2 separate regions of the Macaca mulatta genome follow, and region 1 is linked to region 2. A link is a contact called in public Hi-C data. All regions are on one chromosome and are shown on one strand. Each heading gives the region's core, a stretch centred on a gene start, on an enhancer-like site or on the middle of the called end of the contact. The rest is flanking DNA. Distances are from core to core; before and after follow the strand shown.

Region 1 (4,779 bases), core at 1,324-3,823, 46 kb after region 2:
ATGCTCAGCTAATTTATTTTTATTTTTTATATTTTTGTAGAGATGGGGTCTTGCTATGTTGCCCAGGATAGTCTCAAACTCCTGGCCTCAAGCCATCCTCCCGCCTTGCCCTCCCAAAGTGCTGGGATTACAAGCATGAGCCACTGTGCCTGGCCAGCCCTTCCCTTTGCTGATGGGGACATCAAAGCTGAGAGCTGGAAAGAGATTTTTCAGAGCCACAGCTCTGAAGCTCCCTAGGCTCCAGTTCTTAATCCCCCTGAGTGCAGTCCCAGCTATGACCAGCAGGGATGGGCAAGTGGAATTAGTGGATTTCCATGTGACTCAGCACCTTTCAACTTCTCTCACTTCCTTCTCTCCCAGTAAGTGCTTATCAGCAAATTGGTTTTTACTGAGAGGCCCACAGCTCCCCACTCTCCACAAGTCAAGATCGTCACGGGGTCTCCCTGGGGAAGGGAAGAGTTTCCAACCCAGTGAAGAACTTTCAGAGTCCCTCCAAGGGAGACAGCAGAGTAGGGTCCTGGTGGCCTCCACCCTTTTGGGGCACGCAGATAGTCAATATCTTCAGCGTCACCAAGGCCTGTAAGGGTGGGGCCCCATATCTGGAAGTCCCAGGCCCAGCTGGGAGTTGGTCAAGTCTGGGCTGTGGGGGCAGGGAGTGCTGGGGGATGGTTATCCCCTTTCCTGCCCTCTCTCCTGGGGCAACTCCACATTTTCAGACCTCATTGACTTTCCCAGGACTGCTGTCCCCAAGTCTTCACTCATGTTTCTCTGTGACTCCTTCCCATTAGGTACTCACAGCAACCTGACCCCCCAACTTTTTCAATTGCCAGCCTGGGGACTTGTGGTGGTTAAGAGCATGAGCTGGGTTCAAATCCCAGCCCTGTTAGTTACCAGCTGTGTGATGTTGGGCAAGTCACTCTCTGGGCCTCAGTTTTCTCATCTGTCAAGTAGGGTAATACTAGTTCCCACTCCATTTTGAGAGCTCTCATGTGAAGAGATGACAGAGCAAGCTTGGCTTAGTAAATCCTCTCTGGGTGTGCGAACAACCACCACCACAACCACAATAATGACAACTGCATTGCATAAGAGCTCTGGACTTACACATGACTGTGCCACGGGAGTCCCCCCGGGGTTCCCGGGGCCAATTCCTCTCTGGCTTGGACTCACATGAACTTGGATCTCACATCTTTTCCCATTTCTGCTCCCGTGGCCGCTTGCTTTGGCCCCTGAGTTCTCATACACCTGGCTGGGGCGCTCATGGCCCCAATCAGCCTCGGCCCTGCCCCATGGTGCCCCTTCCTAAAGCTCTGCCCGTCCGTTCCGTGACACGCCCCGCCCGCCCCGGCTCATGCCTGCTTGCACCGCCTGCGCCAGGGTGGTGAGCCCGGTCTGGCCAGTGGCGCCGAAGATCGCGATCTTCTTGACGGCCATCCTGCGAGATCGTGGGGGTGCAAGGCCTCAGAGTCTCGGCACGCGCGGGAACCTACTGGCTGCTGGGCGGCGCTCTCTGCCCTACTCAAGCAGGAACAACTGGGCGGAGCTGGCTCGAAGGGCCACACCTCAGCCCAGCTCCGCCCGCGGCTCAGGTCAAGGGACGCGGCCTAACGCGGGTGGGCGGGGCAGGAGTCAGCTGGCATTCGCTCACCGCCCAGCACCGCCCTCTCTGCCGGCCACTTAGGTCGGAAGGCGGGGCCACAGAAGGCCACGCCTCCACATAGCAACAAACCGAGTGGGCGGAGCCGAGATAATTTGTCACTCAGCGTCCTGCCTCCGCGCTCTACCTCCCGGAGAGGGGCGGGGCCAGGCGAGCCACGCCCACGGCCTCTTGTAGCTCACGCCCCCTCTCGCAGAGCCTGGAGCGATCTGGGGCGCACTGTAAGCACCAGAGCCTCCCAGAACCAGCAAGGGGAGAAAGTGAGGGAGGACAGAGTGTGTGTGTGCACTTGAGTGTAAGACACTGTGTCACGGCATATCTATGCACTTATATGACCCTGTGTGACTCAGTGACCGGAAGGGCAAGCATGACTGTGGGCGACACCTTGTGTCATCCTCCTTGTGTGATCCCGTGTTACAGTGTGACTACACGTGCGTAACACCACGTGTGCCAAGCATTGATTCTGTTCTTTTGTGACCTTGTGGTGACACCGTGGGTGACACTGCGTCAGCCTGTACGATAGGGTGTGGGACGTGTGAGGTGTGCTACATGGAAGCGTGAGATTATTAGACTGTGACAGTGTGTGACACCACATGTCTCGTGTAAGGATGTGTGACACCGGGACCCCATTCGAGTGTGTGACTGTGGGTGTCTCTGTTGTGCTGCTGTTTGTGACCCCCTGTGATTATGATGTGCGAGGTCAGGGGGTGCAGCATGTGCGGGGCGACTGCTGTGAAGGTTCGAGTGTGTAGAGTGTGTGACACTGTGGCTGTGAAGCTGTGCGCGATGTGTGGGCCTATGACACTGTTTGTGACTGCCGGGGAGTGTGCGACTGTGTGTGACAGGTGCGTTTGTGTGTGACGCCGCGTGGGCGGTGGTGACCCTATTGGATTGGTGTGGTGCTGGGTGACACTGTTCCAGTGTGGACGCCGCCTGTGACGGCGTGAGGGTGTGACCCCGTGGGACCTCACAGGAGGGAGTGACGGCGCGCGAGCGCGTGGATGCGGGGGTGAGTTTGTGTGTCGAGGCCCCCGCGAGTATGGCATAGCAGCGTGGCGAGCGTAACCCCGTGGGAGTGTGCAGCGCGTGACGCCGCCGTGCCCGCGCGAGTGCAGCCGTGCACCCCACGCCGCGGCCGGGTGTGACTGTGCGTGGGCCTCGGGCTGCGGGGCGCGGGGACCGCGGGCGGGAGGGGGCCCCGGGGGCGCGCGGAGCGCGGCGGCGGCGCGAGCGAGGGAGGCGCGGCGGCGCATGCGGATCTGGCTGAGCCGTGAGCCCGCGGGGCCGAGCTGAGCCGGGCTGGGCCGGGCCGGGCCGGGCCGGGCCGGGCAGCGGACGCCGACAGGGAGGTCGGTCGGTCGTGGTGAGCAGTGGGGACAGCGGCGCCGGCGGCCGCGGGCCCAGGTGAGCGGCTAGGGGGCCGACAGCCCCTCCCCCAAGCATGTACCCACCTGGCGAGCATCCCTCCTCCGTGCGCACCGGGCATAGCTGGAGCCCCGGGTCTCCCTGGCTGGAGGGAGGCAAAGGGTCGAGGGCAGGACGAGTCCCCAACCCCCCACCCGGTCTAGCCTCCGCGCCACGCGTGGGTCTTACCCCCAGGCCTTGTCCTTCCCAGGCCCCCTCCCTGGGCGCGGTGTCTGAACCGCAGGGAGAGAGGCGCGGCCTGGGAAGGGTTAAAACCTCTGATGCCACCGCAGCCCAGCGCCCCGCCTGCTTTTGCAGGGGGGAGTGGGGGGCCGGCTCGCAGGACACCCCTTCTTGGCTCCCCTATTACCTGCTCCCTTCCTTCCCGTTCAATCGCGTTATGGCCAGAGCTGATCCTCGGCCTGGCTTGAGAGCTAACAGGAGAGCTAACGGCCTCCCCATCTTTAAGTGTCCTCCACTGAAGAAAACAGTTGTAACCACCGTTTAACAGGGAGGGAAACTGAGTCACAGAAAGGCCAAGTTAAAGATACTCGGTTAAAGATACAGCAAGGATAAAGCGGAACTTGAACTCATTTCTGTCTGACTCCGGAACAGGCACATTGATTTGCTGAGATATGTGAGGAAAAGATGAAGAATAATAGCAAGGAACATATGTATCGAGAGCTTGCAGTGTACCAGATACCATGATCCCTGCATTATTAACTTACTTCTTCAAACACCGCTAAGAAACGGGTACGATTATCTTTACTCTTTTTTTTTTTTGAGATGGAGTTTAGCTCTTGTCACCCAAGTTGGAGTGCAATGGTACAATCTCGGCTCAGTGCAACCTCTGCCTCCCGGCTTCAAGCAATTCTCCTGCCTCAGCCTCCCAAGTAGCTGGGATTACAGGCATGAGCCACCACGCCCGGCTAATTTTGAATTTTTAGTAGAGATGGGGTTTCACTATGTTGGTAAGGCTGGTCTCCAACTCCTGACCTCAGGTGATCCACTCACCTCCTTGGCCTCCCAAAGTGCTGGGATTATAGGCGTGAGCCACCTCCTGGCCTACCCTTTTGTGTGTGTGTGTGACAGAGTCTCACTCTTTCATTCAGTCTGGAGTGCAGTGGGTCAATCTCAGCTCACTGCAATCTCCATCCCCCAGGATCAAGCCATTCTCCTGTCTCAGCCTCGTGAGCAGCTGGGACTACAGACACGCGCCACCATGCCTGGATAATTTTTGTACTTTGTTAGTAAAGACGGGGTTTCACCACGTTGGCCAAGCTGGTCTCGAATTCCTGGCCTCAAGCGATCCACCTACCTGGACCTCCCAAAGTGGTGATATTACAAGCATGAGCCACCGTGCTGGGCCATCATTACGATTTTGCAGATGAACAAACTAAGGCCCAAAGAGTAGAAATAGCTCAGCCAAAGTCACACAGGTGGTAGGTAGCTGTGTGCTCACTTTCACTTTTCCATGGAGGGAGGGAAGAACAAAAATGGATTTGGGACTGGGCACAGTGGCTCACACGTGTAACCCCAGCACTTTGGGAGGTTGAAGTGGGCAAATAGCTTGAGCCCAGATGTTCGAGACCAGCCTGAGCAACATAGCGAGACCCCATCTCTACCAAAAATACAAAAATTACCTGGTCATGGCGGAGCTTGCCTGTAGTCCCAGCTACTCAGGAGGCTGAAGTGGGAGGATCGCTTGAGTATAGGAGTTG
Region 2 (4,928 bases), core at 802-3,301:
CCCCATTCTCCTGCCTCAGCCTCCCACATAGCTGGGACTACAGGCGCCCGCCACCACGCCCGGCTAATTTTTGTATTTTTAGTAAAGATGGGGTTTCACCATGTTAGCCAGGATGGTCTCGATCTCCTGACCTCATGATCCACCCATCTCGGCCTCACAAAGTGCTGGGATTACAGGCATGAGCCACCGCGCCCGGCCTTAAATTTTAAATTTTGTATTTAAGTATATTTATAGACTTTTTAATCTGAAAAAAGAGATGGGGTCTCACTATATTGCCCAGGCTGGTCTCAAACCCCCTGGCCTGAAGTGATCCTCCCCCCTCAATCAATAAACACTCTTTTTTTCCCCCCTTTTATTTTTTGTAGAGACAAAGTCTTACTATGTTACCCAGGGTGGTCTCAAACTCTTTGCCTTAAGCCATCCTCCCGCCTCAGCCTCCCAAAGTACTGGGATTATAAGTGTGAGCTGCCATGCCCTGCCAATAAGTACACTTAATGATAACATTATTATTTCTTCAGTGAACCATGTGGAATGACCATTCAACTTTTTCCCCTACAAAAGCAGCTGTTTCATATATTATAATAACGTTATAAATAATTATATCTAAGTAAGTTATATTATAAATACTAAACTAGTTTCACATAGTTTAACACTTATTGTCTACTATGACGTTTCAAACAGTAAATAAATAAGCAAACACAGGAAATGTACGGAGAATTACAGGAAGACACTAAAAGGTCCTGGAGACCTTTTAGATGATCAGAGAAGGCTCCTGTAAGGAGGTGACATTTGAATGGAGCCCTCAGGCCAGAGAAGTCGGCCATGGGAGACCCTGGGAAAAGCATTCCGGGAGGAGGGAACAACAAAAAAAGGCAAAGAAAAGCCCAGAGGCTGGGGGAATGGGCACAAGCCAGGTCACAGAAAACCACATATGCATTAGTAGGGAGTTTGGATTTTATCCTGAGTGTGGTGGGCAGTCATTAAAGGAATTTGAGCACGGAGGGAATGGGGGTGTGAGCTGATTAGGTTTCCGGAAGATCCCCCCCATGGCTGCTTCGAGGAATACTGTAGGGGGCAAAAAGAGGGGGGATCTGAGACCCACTAGTAGGCTGTACTGGTTTGGGACTGACGATAGTGATGGCCTGGAGCAGGAGCTGGTAGTGGGTATGGAAGGAAGTCGGTCGAGTCAGGATTTCTTTGGGAGGCAGAATAGACAGGGCTTGTCGAGAAATCGTGATCGGCACCGGGGTCAGTCACTGAGATAAGTTTGAGGGTCCACTCTTTTCTTGGAGTGGCGGGGGTAGGGCTGGATGGAGTTTTGGACCCCTGGCGCTACCTACTTTTTTGGGCCAGGAAGACTTTAGAGTCCAGTTCCGGGACCCTGCCTAGCAAGATTTTAAGAGTGGCCCACCACACTACTCAAAACTGGGTCTTCGTCCCCTTCCCCGCAGTCCGTGGAGTCCGGAACCGCAGGAATTCCGCCCCCACCCCCGACTCCGCCCCCGAGTCCCGGCGCCCCCTGGCGGTGCCCAGGCCGGCTTTCCCCTGGGGATTCTGGCCCCTCTGACCCCAGAACCCCTTCTACTGCCCGGCTGTGATTCCTGCAGGCCTCCCGGCGCCGTGAGAGCCAGGACCCTAGGCGGGCTGTTCTCTGCGCCCGGCCTCCGCTCGCTTCCGGCAGTGGAGGCGGCTCCTCCCGAAGCGGCGGCGGCGGGGGCGGGTGAGTCACGCAGCCGGAGCCAAGGAGCCGGCGCCTCCGCCCCCTTCTCGGACTGCGGCGTGATTCACCCGGCCCGGCCGGGGCAGACAGCACGTAGAGGCCCGCGCGTCTCGATCCCGGGCAGCCCCGGCGGGCACCTGTCGGACCCAGGGATCGAACTCCGTGAAGGACCCGGCCGCTGGTACCCCTTTTCTTCCCAGGCCCCTTCATTTACATACCCTGCTCACTAGCGGCCAATCAGAACGAAGAGGTAGCCACCCACAACCAATCAGGAAACGGCAGCGGCAGCATCGCTTGCTCGCTCTCCTCCAGCAACCGGCGCCTGGGTCGCGAGACGCAGTTCTGACTTCGGCTCACGACTCCAGACTCCTAACTACCCTTAGCGACCGCCCACTCTCGTGGCTGCCCCGCCCTCCGCCCCAGGGATTGGCCCTCTACGGTGATGGGCGGAGCCTGTAAAGGGCGGATTCTGAAGGAGGGGCTTCTGGGCGCATGCCCGGGCAGCTGCGCGAGTGAGGGGTGGAAAGAGGTGGCTTTTTACTCTGGGGGACGGTGGCGAGTGGGAGCTTTTGCCTCTCAAAGTACGAGCCCCTCACAACTACCCATGCACCTGCCAAACCCGGCAATTAAGCTTCTTACACATCCACCCCCGACAGTGGTCTACACTACAGATATGCCCAGGTTCAAATTCCGACTCCTGATTCCCCACTCACTCGATGCGTGACCTTGGAAAAATGATCAACCTCTTCAAGCTACACAAAGTTAAATGGGGATCGTCTTGCATACCTCTTGACAAGAAAGTTTAAATAGGATCGTATCTATAAGAACACAATACCACACTCAAGCAATGCTGGACAGTTGGACTTAATTGTGGTTAAGGGCGGCAGTGAGGTGGGAGTGCGGAATCACATCCCGGGCTCCATTCCCTAAGCAGCTGTGTGACCTGGGGCAAGTGTTTTAATCCCTTCGGGTCTTTTTCTCCTTTAACATGAGAGAAAATAGCCCCTAGTTTAGAGGATTGTTTTAAGGATTAAATAAAACAATTCATGCAAAATCCTCAGAGTGGGGTGCAATGTGTTTTGTGGTTTTTTCATTTTATTTATTTATTTATTTATTTATTTATTTATTTATTTAAGACAGATTCTCACTCCGTCGCCCAGGCTGGAGTGCAGTGGCACGATCTCAGTTCACTGTAACCTCCGCCTCCCAGGTTCAAGCAATCATCCTGCCTCAGCCTCCTGAGTAGCTGGGAATACAGGGGTGTGCCACCATACCCGGCTAATTTTTGTATTTTTAGTAGAGGTGGGTTTTCACCTCGTTGGCCAGGCAGATCTCAAATTCCTCACCTAAGGTAATCCGCCCTCTCAGAGTACTGGGATTAGAGCCCTGAGATGCCGCGCCCAGCTGCCTTTTTTTTTTCTTTACTTTTTATTTTATTTTATTTTGTTTTTGAGACAGGGTCTCGCTCTGTCACCCAGGTTGGAGTGTAGGGGTGCCATCTCAACTCACTACAGCCTAGACCTCCAGGGTTCAAGCCATCCTCCTGCCTCAGACCCCCAAGCAGGTGGGACTACAGGCACATGCCACCGTGCCTGGTTAGCAACACGTTTCCTTGTTAGCAGTAATAGCTGTTGTAATAAGACAAGCTTTTAGTTCAAGATGAATAGACATGCAGGATGGGGCTAGAGGTAGACAGGGTATAATACTCCTCCCTTGGCTGGATGCAGTGGCTCACACCTGAATACTCTCTCACCTAGATTTAATTGATAGTTGTTGGCCAGGCAACAACTGTAATCCCAGTACTTTGGGAGGCCAAGGCAGGAGGGTCACTTGAGTCCAGGAGTTCAAGATCAGCCTGGGCAACATAGTGAGATCTCCTCACTACAAAAAATTTAAGAATTAACCAGGCATGGGCTGGGTGTGGTGGCTCATGCCTGTAATCCCAGCACTTTGGGAGACGGAGGTAGGCGGATCACGAGGTCGGGAGTTTGAGACCAGCCTGGCCAACATGGTGAAACCCTGTCTCTACTAAAAATACAAAAAATTAGCCAGGCGAGGTGGCAGGCACCTGTAATCCCAGCTACTCAGGAGGCTAAAGCAGGAGAATCTCTTGAACCAAGGAGGCGGAGGTTGCAGTGATCCAAGACAGCACCACTGCACTGCAGACTGGGCAACAGAGCAAGACTCTGTCTCAAAAAAAAAAAAAAAAAAAAAAAAGAATTAGCCAGGTGTGGTAGCATGTTCTTGTGGTCCCAGCTGCTGGGGGGGCTGAGGTGGGAGGATTCCTTGAGACCAGGAGGTCAAGGCTGCAGTGAGCCATGTTCATGCCACTGCACTCTAGTCTGGGTAACAGAACAAGACCCTGTATCAAATAAAAAAAAAAGAAAGAAAGAAAGAAAGAAAAAGTAATAGTTGGTAACATTGTGTGAAGTTGCCTTTATCTGCATATGTATATATATTGTTTCTTTTGCTAAACCTTTGGTGAGTAAGTTGCAAGCATCTTGATATTCTACCCTTAAGAGCTCAGCAGGCATCTCTTAAGAATAAGGACATCAGACCCTGTGCTTTGGCTTACACCTGTAATCCCAGCACTTTGGGAAGCCGAGGCCAGTGGATCACCGAAGGTCAGGAGTTCGAGACCAGCCTTACCAATATGATGAAACCCCGTCTCTACTAATAATACAAAAATTAGCTGGGCATGGTGGCATGTGCCTGTAATCCCAGCTACTCAGGAGGCTGAGACAGGAAAATCGCTTGAACCTGGGAGGCGTAGGTTGCAGTGAGCTGAGATCGCGTCATTGCACTCCAGCCTGGGCAATAAGAGGAAAACTCCATCTCAAAAAATAATAATAATAATAATAAGGATATTCATGTACAAGCCACAAAAAATACTATTTCACATCTAATAGAATCAAGAATTACACAATACCACCTAATATCTAGTCTATATTCAACTCTCTCCAACTGACCCGAGAATGTCCTTTATAGTTGCTTTCTTTTCTCCAAAATCAGGATCCAATGAAGGTTCACATGCTTATTTGGTTGTAATGAAGAAATTACATACTGTATTTTATTCTCGAATATTCCCCCACCCAAATCCTTTTTTTTTTTTTTGAGACAAAGTCTCAATCTGTCGCCCAGGCTGAGTGCAGTTGGCTCATTGCAACCTCCACCTCCCAGGTTAAAGTGATTCTCCTGCCTCAGCCTC

The links. A called contact is a pair of places that touch in the nucleus more often than the background predicts.
Region 1: a Hi-C map of liver shows a contact between it and region 2, with 3 times the contacts expected there. The contact joins the promoter of SPTBN4 here to the promoter of SERTAD1 in region 2. A contact is called at or near these places in 3 of 14 Hi-C or Micro-C datasets (CD4 T cells, cortical neurons and liver).

Annotation. Positions count from the first base shown.
Region 1 is chr19:51,578,775-51,583,553 of T2T-MMU8v2.0, forward strand. It overlaps SPTBN4 (spectrin beta, non-erythrocytic 4), which reads left to right and starts at 2,574. Exons shown (of 37, transcript XM_077982781.1): 1 at 2,574-2,663; 2 at 3,674-3,811. BLVRB (biliverdin reductase B) reads right to left here and starts at 1,492. Exons shown (of 5, transcript XM_015123983.3): 1 at 1,353-1,492. The coding sequence starts at 1,431.
Region 2 is chr19:51,532,868-51,537,795 of T2T-MMU8v2.0, forward strand. It overlaps SERTAD1 (SERTA domain containing 1), which reads right to left and starts at 2,052. Exons shown (of 2, transcript NM_001261264.1): 1 at 1,939-2,052.